Regions from separate parts of the Hordeum vulgare genome. Here region 1 is linked to region 2. A link is a contact called in public Hi-C data. All regions are on one chromosome and are shown on one strand. The core of a region is the stretch at or near the end of the contact, and the rest is flanking DNA. Distances in the headings are between cores, read along the strand shown. Region 1 holds the start of LOC123404681 (eukaryotic translation initiation factor 5-like). Region 2 holds the start of LOC123402889 (serrate RNA effector molecule-like).

Region 1 (4,299 bases), core at 1,671-4,170, 250 kb after region 2:
ACTCTAGGCCTTATTCCAAGCATTTATATAACGTCTTGCTCGTTGTTTACTACTTGTTACCTCGTCGTTTTTATTTATTCAGATTATAAAAATCTATCTCTACTATTCATACTACACTTGTATCACCATCTCTTCGCCAAACTAGTGCACCTATTCAATTTGCCATTATATTGGGTGTGTTGGAGACACAAGAGATTTCTTGTATTTGATTGTAGGGTTGTTTGAGAGAGAGACCATCTTCTTCCTACACCTCCCACAGAGTGTTAAACCTTAGGCCATCCACTTGAGGAAAAAATATTGTTGTCCTACAGAACTCTGCACTTGGAGGCCCAGCAACGTCTACAAGAATAAAATTGCGTAGTAAACATCAACATTGTGCCCTATAAGATGCACATCATTTGTGAATGCAATGTCAAGTCGCTAGTGTATCGATGGTACACCATCCAGAACTCCGCCACGAAGTTTTGTGGCGCGGTTGATCGGCCGGAGGCAATGTGGCCATTGCGCGCGGTAACAATAGAGATCATAAGTTTTGTGTTTTTTTATCTACATGTTGATTGATTGATTCATCCTCTATTACTAAATAGCTACAACCCACTTTCTAATTTTTCTAGCCATGCAACCATGACACATAAGCAAGTATGCATGCAAGACATAAATAACATCTTTTGCATTACTCTCCGCATGCAATGGTCCCACATCATCAATTCATGCATATTAGTCATAAGTAGTTTTTTTTTTTGCATTAGAGTTCATCCTTCATATTCTATTAGAAACAACCCACTACTTAATTTTTCTAGCCATGCAACCATGACATATAAGCAAGTATGCATGCAAGACATAAATAACATCTTTTGCATTACTCTCCGCATGCAATGGTGACACATCATCAATTCATGCATATTAGTCATAAGTAGTTTTTTGCATTAGAGTTCATCCTTCATATTCTATTAGAAATTATATTTAAACTATAATTTTCACTCTCTTTTTATACGCTTTGTATTTTATTGTTTTTAAGCTTACATTCTCTTTCCATTAGCTTTAGAACATAAGCAAGTATGCATGCAAGACATAAATAACATATTTTGCATTACTCTACATATGTAACGGTGCCACATCATCCATTCATGCATATTAGTCATAAGTAGTTTTTTGCATTAGAGTTCATCCTTCATATTTTGTTAGAACTTACATTTGAACTATAATTTTCACTCTCTTTTTATACGCTTTGTATTTTATTTTTTAAGCTTACATTCGCTTTCCATTAGTTTTAGATTTTTTATAACAACTATTTATCCATATTTTAGTAATGTTCCCGCAACAATGCGCGGGGCATTATCTAGTTCACTCAATGTTGATGTCCATGTTGTGTAGCCTCCACGAGTTGTCGCGATGTATTACATGTCATAGGACAAACCATTGGCGCACATACATTGTTGGATGAAGCTTAAGAGACAGTATGTGTGGGATAACATGATCTACGATCCATCCATGAAAAACTTGTTGAACAACCGGTTAATCTCGTTGAATTTGAACTATTGTTGTACTAGACATATTTGCATGCTATTTATGGATGACTTGTGCTATTTTCTAACCAAACTTTGATGAATTCCGTCGTGTTTGATGTCATTCATCCAATTAGTTGAATCCGGTTCGAAATGTATGCGGGTAGCTTTGGATGGCCGGCTCCTGCATCCAATCTACACACAGGTGCAATGTCCGATTTGGTAGTCTATAAAACTAAAAAGATAATAAAACATGAGCTTCCACCCAAAACCCTCGTTAATAAAGGAAATTACAATCAAGACCGAATAACCCCCGGCTTGATGCCAACATCTATCACCTGCGTCCGACATGACACCACCGTAGCGGACATCAAAGAAAAAGGAGGCCATTTCACCTCTTCGCCCGAGCTCAACACAACTTCATCATTGATTTGCATCTTTTCAAATATCCAAATTAGCTTGTCAAAGTGGATATGCAAAGTAGTTTGTCAAAGTAGACCTCCACCTCAGCACGTGACGCTGTCGGATGAGAGAACCTTACCCCGCTAATCATTAATCACAAATCCATCGTCTTTCAGTAGACCATCGACACATGTTCCTAAACAACCTTCTATGCTTCGCATCGACGCAAGAACAAACATCGTTACAATAACAAATGCAATGACACAAGTCCACGATAAAGACGTCGCCGCTGCCACATCATCTTTCATTTGAACATGATTACACCTATATCCATCATCCTCCAAAAAAGGTAATGTCGTGTCGGGGGAAGAAGCCAAAGCTTCATCAAGTTACTACTAAAGGCCTAAAATCTAAAACTAAATTATCCACACGTGCGAAATCTCACGACCACCCTCGCCAGTGTCGGAGCCAGCATCCGACAAGATGGGGCTGCTGCTCGAGCTCCCATGTAGCATGTACATGAAACTGTATTAGAAAAAAAATAGATCAGTGAAGAGTTTGCTTGGACAAAACCTTATTAACATGTTCGCGCCTTAATCTTGTCCGGATTCTAAACTTGAGTTGGCTCCACCACTGACCCTCGTCCCGTCACGACGAAGGAAAGCCATGAGAGAACGGCATGAAAAGACAGTTATTTATTAATAAACAAAATCACATTTCTTTCTTTTCCGGGAAGAAAGAAAACACACATATCCGACCACACGCCACCTGCTTTCCATCGGTTTATATACATCACCGTACACGAACACGATCGGCCGTGTGCTGAAAGATTTCTCGACTAAACAACGCGTGGACGACATTTTCCTTTTGGCGAATATACGAGAATTTCGAACCTCTTGTTTCTTGCTGAGCTCTCCTCCGTTTATATCCTTTTTCCGTGTACGCGGAAAGCCGTTGGGTAGCACCGGACGAAAAGCCAGACTATGACACGATGATGAAGAAAATAAACAAAAGAAAAAAAATCCGAGAAAGAGAGGCGGTAGGAGAAGGCGAGCCGGGGACGGCAGCCCTAGCGGAGCCCCCCTTTACTTCTTCCGCTCCGCCTATAAAAGCCGCCCGCCTCTCCTCCCCCTTCCCAACCACTCCGTCGCCTCGCCGCCACCGCCCGCCCGCCCGCAGCCTCCGATCGATTTCGGTTTCGGTCCGCCCCCCCGCCCGCCGACGAGGTGAGAACGCCCCCGGCCCGTCCATTCCCGCCGTGTGCTCCCGTGCCTAGTATGTATCCGGCTCGATTTGCGATGTTTTCGGGGGTTGATTTGGTCTGGGTAGGAGGATCGGATCTGGATGCGTGTTGCGGTTGTAGGCATGGGGTCCTGGCGATCTGCTGTCGCCGGTCGTTGTGGGCTCGGCGGCCGCTAGGGTTTGCTTGGACGATTCCTTGGCCCGTGGCGGGTGCTCGACGTGAGGGTTTGCATCTCGATTGGGATCCGGTAGGGCTGTAATTTTAGCTCGAATGAACGTCGCCATACTGTGCCAGTTTTAACTAGACTTGTTTTTGTCATGTGATGTTCCCTGGTATGATCTCGTTTAGTCCCGATCCTGATTTAGTACTGTCTATTACCGCAAGGCAAGTTTAGATGGCATATCCTCTGTTATTATTGTACTTGACTTGTGGCTACACCTGTATGGATTGCTCTTGCCTATGTTTGATACTTCGTTGGTGAGCTTACATGTGAGAGGTTAGGTAGGTAGGTGCTGCTATCTTTTCTTATCTGTTTTAGTAAGATTTCCTATGTACATGGAGGCACGTGAATTGTTATTTGGAACTGTAATTATATTTGGATGTCTGGGATACTTTATACTTTATTTAGCAAGTTATATTCTGCTGTATGTTTTTTTTTGCTAGTAAATATGTTACAAGCCCCTTGTATGATGTAGTCATGTAGGTAGTAGTTGTAAGCAGTTGTTGTAATTAAGTGTTAGCTTGCTATTATGATTTGCATCTTTTGCTAGTAAAATATGTTACATGCCCCTTGTATGATATTGGTAATAGTTGTAAGCAGTTGTTATAATTAAGTGTTAGCTTGCTAGTATGATTGCATTTTTTGCTAGTAAAATATGTTACATGCACCTTGTATGATATTGATAGCAGTTGTTGTAATCAAGTGTTAGCTTGCTGTTATGATTTGCATTGTCCTAAACTGGATTAGCAAACTTCACTTTGAGTTCCTTTGGGTAAGTTTAGTCTGATTATCACTGTTACCTGGTTGTACACACTGTTCTTAGGTAACTTGTTTGTATGTTTCCTTGCACGTTGGTGGCTAATTCACATGCAATGTCTATTTAGCTGCTGAGTTGGTTGTGTATTTTGCTAGCTTTCCTTTGTTCAATG
Region 2 (4,820 bases), core at 1,074-3,573:
ACAGAAGCTCAAAGTCTGAAGGAAGAATTAGGAAAAGCAAATAGCAGATTGGTATCCATGGAAGAGGTAGTTAACTGCTTCCCAAGCATCTAGTTAGTCGATAAAATCAATCTAACACGAGTTTATCTACACACAGGAGCATAAGAGGGAGATCGAACAACTTAAGCATGACAATGAAATGAATTGCAATGCCCTGGAGAACAAACTCAGGTAAAGAAGAAGGTCTTTCATGTGAGGTGACATATTACTGTAGGGAGAACTGGAGATTCAGACCAAATTATCCTGTTGATTGTTTTGTGAAAACTGAAGCGCTAACTTCCGCTACAACCAGCTGCGCTTTTGTTCAGCAAGCTGCCGATGAAGCTTCGATAAAACAACTCAAGTTGGACCTGGGAGCTCATAAAGCTCACATTGACATGTTAGGTAGCAAGTTGGAGCAGGTGACTGCTGAAGCACATATGAAGTGTAATGCTCTAAACTTGTGTTCCATGCTGATCCCTTGGATCATCGCCTCTTATCTCTGATGATGTAAACACCCCCTTTGCTCGTGTTACAGATAAAAACGATATCCAGGATTTGCACGATGTGATCATGGTGGAACAGGAGGAGAAAGACGACACGCGAAGGAAGCTTAAAACTGCAGAAAATGAGCGTAAGTTTAATCTGGACCGGTGGGACCAAATAAACAAGTGTTTTTTTTTTTGCGAACCGTGCAGATTTCAAACACTTTTGGGTTGTTCGTTCACGCTTATTTGTGCCAGTTGCCCACTTGTTGACGGTGATTTCATCTTCCTCTTTTGATCCAGTGAGGATTCTGAAGATGAAGCAGGCAGATCAGCAAAGGGACACAGTCTCGATCCAGCACGTGGAGTCGCTGAAGCAGAAGGTCATGAAGCTCCGCAAGGAGAACGAGTCCCTCAAGCGGAGGCTGGCGAGCTCGGAGCTCGATTGCTCATGAGGGCCGGCACCACCCCTGCCGTCAGGTTTCGACTCATTGTAGCTTCCTTCCCCAATCCCCATGTACATTCACACACACCATATCTCGCCATCGGTGATTTTCTCGTGTCAAGACGAGAAACGGTACACCATGATATGGTCATACAATCAGGGGTTGCACAGTAAGACTACTGATTACTGGATGAAATGTATGTTCTGGAATGAGTGAGCTAGGGGCTATGGCACGTTGAGTTTCACACTTTGATGTTCTTCTTTTCCCGGGAGCATGCAGAGGGGAGCTCTGCATCTATGTAACATTCATGGCGTTCATGTCCAGGCTTCTTACCAAGCCCTGCATATTTTGAGAACTGGTGGAGACTGGAGAGTGTTGTGTTCAGAAGAAGTTGGTAAATGGCAGTGATAAATACAGTACATGCAGTACATGAAAGTGAGTTTGTATGCTGGAGTACGATGCGATCCCTCCATTGACTCCAGCCGATCTCATCTCCCCCTGCCTCTTGATGCGCTCCGTGGATCAGCGTTATGGCATCCGATATCGCACATCATTTTCTGGCAGCGTTTGGTGGCTTGCACTGCATTCACTGGTGTCTACTTCAGCATGTTTTTTTTTTTTTTTTTGCCATGTGCTCTGGAAACATCGAACACCATGCCATGCCCAATGCAATTTCTGCCACCGGGCACGGCCCAGGCCCGTCAGCCCGACGCGGCCCTCACGAAATCCGCCCCAGAGGCTACTACACTACAGCCTGGCACCCCTCCGCGGCGCGCGGCGTGGTGTGCTGTGTGCTGTGTGCCTGCGTGCCGTTTCCGCAGCTTTTTTCCCTCCCTCTCTCTCTCTCGCCCACTTCTTCTTCTTCCCCACGCCTCCTCCTCCTCCTCCTCTCCGCCCGCTAAACCTCGCCCGCCGCGCCGTCCGTACGTCCGGGCCACAGCCCGAACCCTCGGGAGCGCCTCCCCGTGCTCCCGCGCCAATGTGGGACGTCCCGCGCTCCTCTCCCGGCGACCAGCCCGCCCGCGCGCGCTCGTGGGCCGACGAAGTCGACGACGACGACGACGGCCTCCCTCTCCCGCCGCCCCCGCCGATCGGCTCCTCCCGCCCCGTGCGCCTCCTCGACTCCCGCTCGCAGGACGCCGCGCAGGACCAGGCGCTCCCTCCCCCTCCCCCGCTCGGCTCCTCCCGCCCCGAGCGCGTCGCCGACTCCCGCTCGCAGGACCAGGCGCTCCCTCCCCCTCCCCCGCTCGGCTCCTCCCGCCCCGAGCGCGTCGCCGGCTACCTCCTGGAGTCCGACTCGCCGCGTAGCGATGGGAGGAGCTCCAGCCCCGGACGCGGCCAGGGCGCGCGGCGCCGTGAACGCGGGAAGCCGTCGCCGGAGCGCGTGCATGTGCCGCTCCCGCCCCCTCCTCCCGTCGGCTCCTCCCGCCCACAGCGCGTTGCCTACCGCCTGGAGAGCGACTCGTCGCGCTCCTCCAGGAGCTCCAGTCCCGCAGAAATCATGGGGCCGCCGCTGCGGAGGTCGCCTTCGCGATCAAACGACGGGGAGAAGCGGCGCCGCTCCCCGCCGAGGAGGTCGCCTTCTCCCGACCGGCCCAAGCGGCCTCGAAGGGACGATGGGGCTGGCCGACGCAGCCCACCGCGCCGCGGGAGGTGAGGCTTCGGTACTTGGGCCCTTCCGCGCCATGCACTTCTAAACTAATATGTGTGTTTCTGCTCGTGTCTGGCCGGCGCTTGGTGTAGGTACGAGCGCGGCGGAGACGGCGGCAGGCTCGCCGGGCATCGCGCTCCAGGAGGTGAGCCAACCCTGATGAGCTTTCACGTTTTGGTCACATGCATTTCCAACCTGATTCGCTATGTCTCTGTCTGTGACAAGTTCGCGTGATCGGCGAAACAGAGTTTTGAGGGTTCTTGGCCTGTGGGGTGTTTTGAGGTGTTTTGAGGTAGTGAAACGATAGCTTGGCCTGGTCGAGACTAAGCTGCGAGACCCTGCTGATCCACCTTCACCTCGAAACATGTGGGCTTGATTTGAGATCAAGGGAAAACTTGTTTGCCATCTGTCATTCTTTTGCCCAAAGACTTGTAACTATCATGTGTGATTTTGTTGTCAGTTGAGCTGATCCTGGAGCAGTTACGAACGGCCTTCGATCCCAACCACGTGACCTGAAAGGGTTGTGGGGTTTAAGCTTTACTCGTGTTTGACATGAAAGGGTTGTGGGCTATGTGATGGTGTTGTACAGTTTGTTAGCTCTGCCCTCAGTCTCGTGCAATATGCACACTGTGGTGTTGTACAGTTTGTACATTATGCACAGTACTCCCTCTGTCAACTAATATAAAAGCGTTTAGATCACTACTCTAGTGATCTAAACACTCTTATGTTAGTTGATAGATCTAAACGCTCTTATATTAGTTGACAGAGGGAGTATCTATTTTATAACTGAAGCTATTCCTCAAAAGGGAATTTATAACTAAAGCTTGACTTGTGGGCTTCCTAGGTTGAACAACTGCTCCCAAGTCCCATCAATCAAGTGTATGCTAGTTAGTTCATAAGCGTTTGACAAATTGGAGTTAACATCACTATTTTTTTTTAGTGCCCTTTAGAAAAAGTAAAATGGGAGACCTGTGGTGTCATGATATGTTTTGTTACTTCTGGGTTTACCTCTAGTCTCGAACATCTACAATTCTTAGTATCAAGCATGTGAATTAATCTGTTCTACTACCAGCCTGCTTATGCAGAAGGAAACAACAGCTAGTGTTAACAGAGAAGCTTCATGCGTTTTCACATCATGTATTACTTGCTGACTTGCTGTTATTTCAGATGGGCCTAACTCGGGCTATGGTGCTTCCAGTAAGGTTCAAGATATAACCCAAAGCCAAAGGTATAGAAATTGCTGCCTTATAACGTATAGGTTTGATCTGCTTAGTATGTTATAATGTTAGTTCCTAAATTCTCAGCCATGTGTGTATTGTTTATCTTTCTCTTTCTCTCGGGTTACTTCTGTTTCCATTTTGAATCCCTGATAGATGAGACTTGCGCTGCATGTAATTGTATATGATTCTGAATATTTTCAGAAAAGGATTAATGACGTACAAACAGTTTATCCTAGCTCTTGAAGATGATATTTCACCAGCTGAAGCTGAGAGCAGGTAATCAACAGAATCGAACAGAAGTTCAATTTGAGTTATTGGTACTACACCCACTTTCAGTTCAGAACAACCTAATTGATTGATTAAACCTTCCATGGTTAACAAGGTACCAAGAATACAAGACAGCATACATTACTACACAGAAACGTGCCTATTTTGATCTCCATAAGGATGATACTAGGTATGTTCGAATGTTTTCATCTAGAGGCGTTAGCTTTACACTCTCAAGGAACTAATGTTTTTCTTCATTGAATTTCATTTGACTGTGGTTGCAGGTTGAAAGAGAAGTACCACCCAACAAGCTTATTATCTGTTATTGAAAGGTGAAACATTTGCTACCCTCTCTTTCTGAAAATAGTTTTCTTACTGACACAAATTCTGGTACTCTGACCTGTGTTGAGTAGCACTCAAAAATGATTGTAACACTTCGTGACTAGATGAAACAGTTATGTGTTATTTTTATGTATGCTTCCTACTTATTTTTAGTTGAGCTTTTTCTTGTTGGTAGTTGAGTTTTTATGATCATTGGCATGCCTTATTTTGTTAACACAGGAGGAATGAGTTTTGCAAGGCTGCAGCGAAGAGTTTAATTCTTGATTTGCGAAGTGGAACTTTGGACCTGTGAGATGCATCTCTAATCCTATCTAATTTTGTGATATGTATATTGTAATCCCTCTGTAAAGAAATATAAGATCGTTTAGATCACTACTTTAGTGATCTATAA

Evidence for each region. A called contact is a pair of places that touch in the nucleus more often than the background predicts.
Region 1: a contact with region 2 is called in a Hi-C map of seedling, with 4 times the contacts expected there. The contact joins the promoter of LOC123404681 here to the promoter of LOC123402889 in region 2. A contact is called at or near these places in 2 of 6 Hi-C or Micro-C datasets (leaf and seedling) and 1 of 1 datasets of contacts at active chromatin or transcription factors (embryo).

Annotation. Positions count from the first base shown.
Region 1 is chr6H:64,547,977-64,552,275 of MorexV3_pseudomolecules_assembly, forward strand. LOC123404681 (eukaryotic translation initiation factor 5-like) reads left to right here and starts at 2,921. Exons shown (of 2, transcript XM_045098619.1): 1 at 2,921-3,133.
Region 2 is chr6H:64,295,901-64,300,720 of MorexV3_pseudomolecules_assembly, forward strand. LOC123402889 (serrate RNA effector molecule-like) reads left to right here and starts at 2,324. Exons shown (of 11, transcript XM_045096856.1): 1 at 2,324-2,745; 2 at 3,768-3,828; 3 at 4,022-4,096; 4 at 4,203-4,277; 5 at 4,372-4,419; 6 at 4,649-4,717. The coding sequence starts at 4,032. It overlaps LOC123401889 (protein At-4/1), which reads left to right. Exons shown (of 8, transcript XM_045095748.1): 4 at 1-66; 5 at 137-210; 6 at 332-465; 7 at 557-652; 8 at 807-1,161. The coding sequence ends at 958.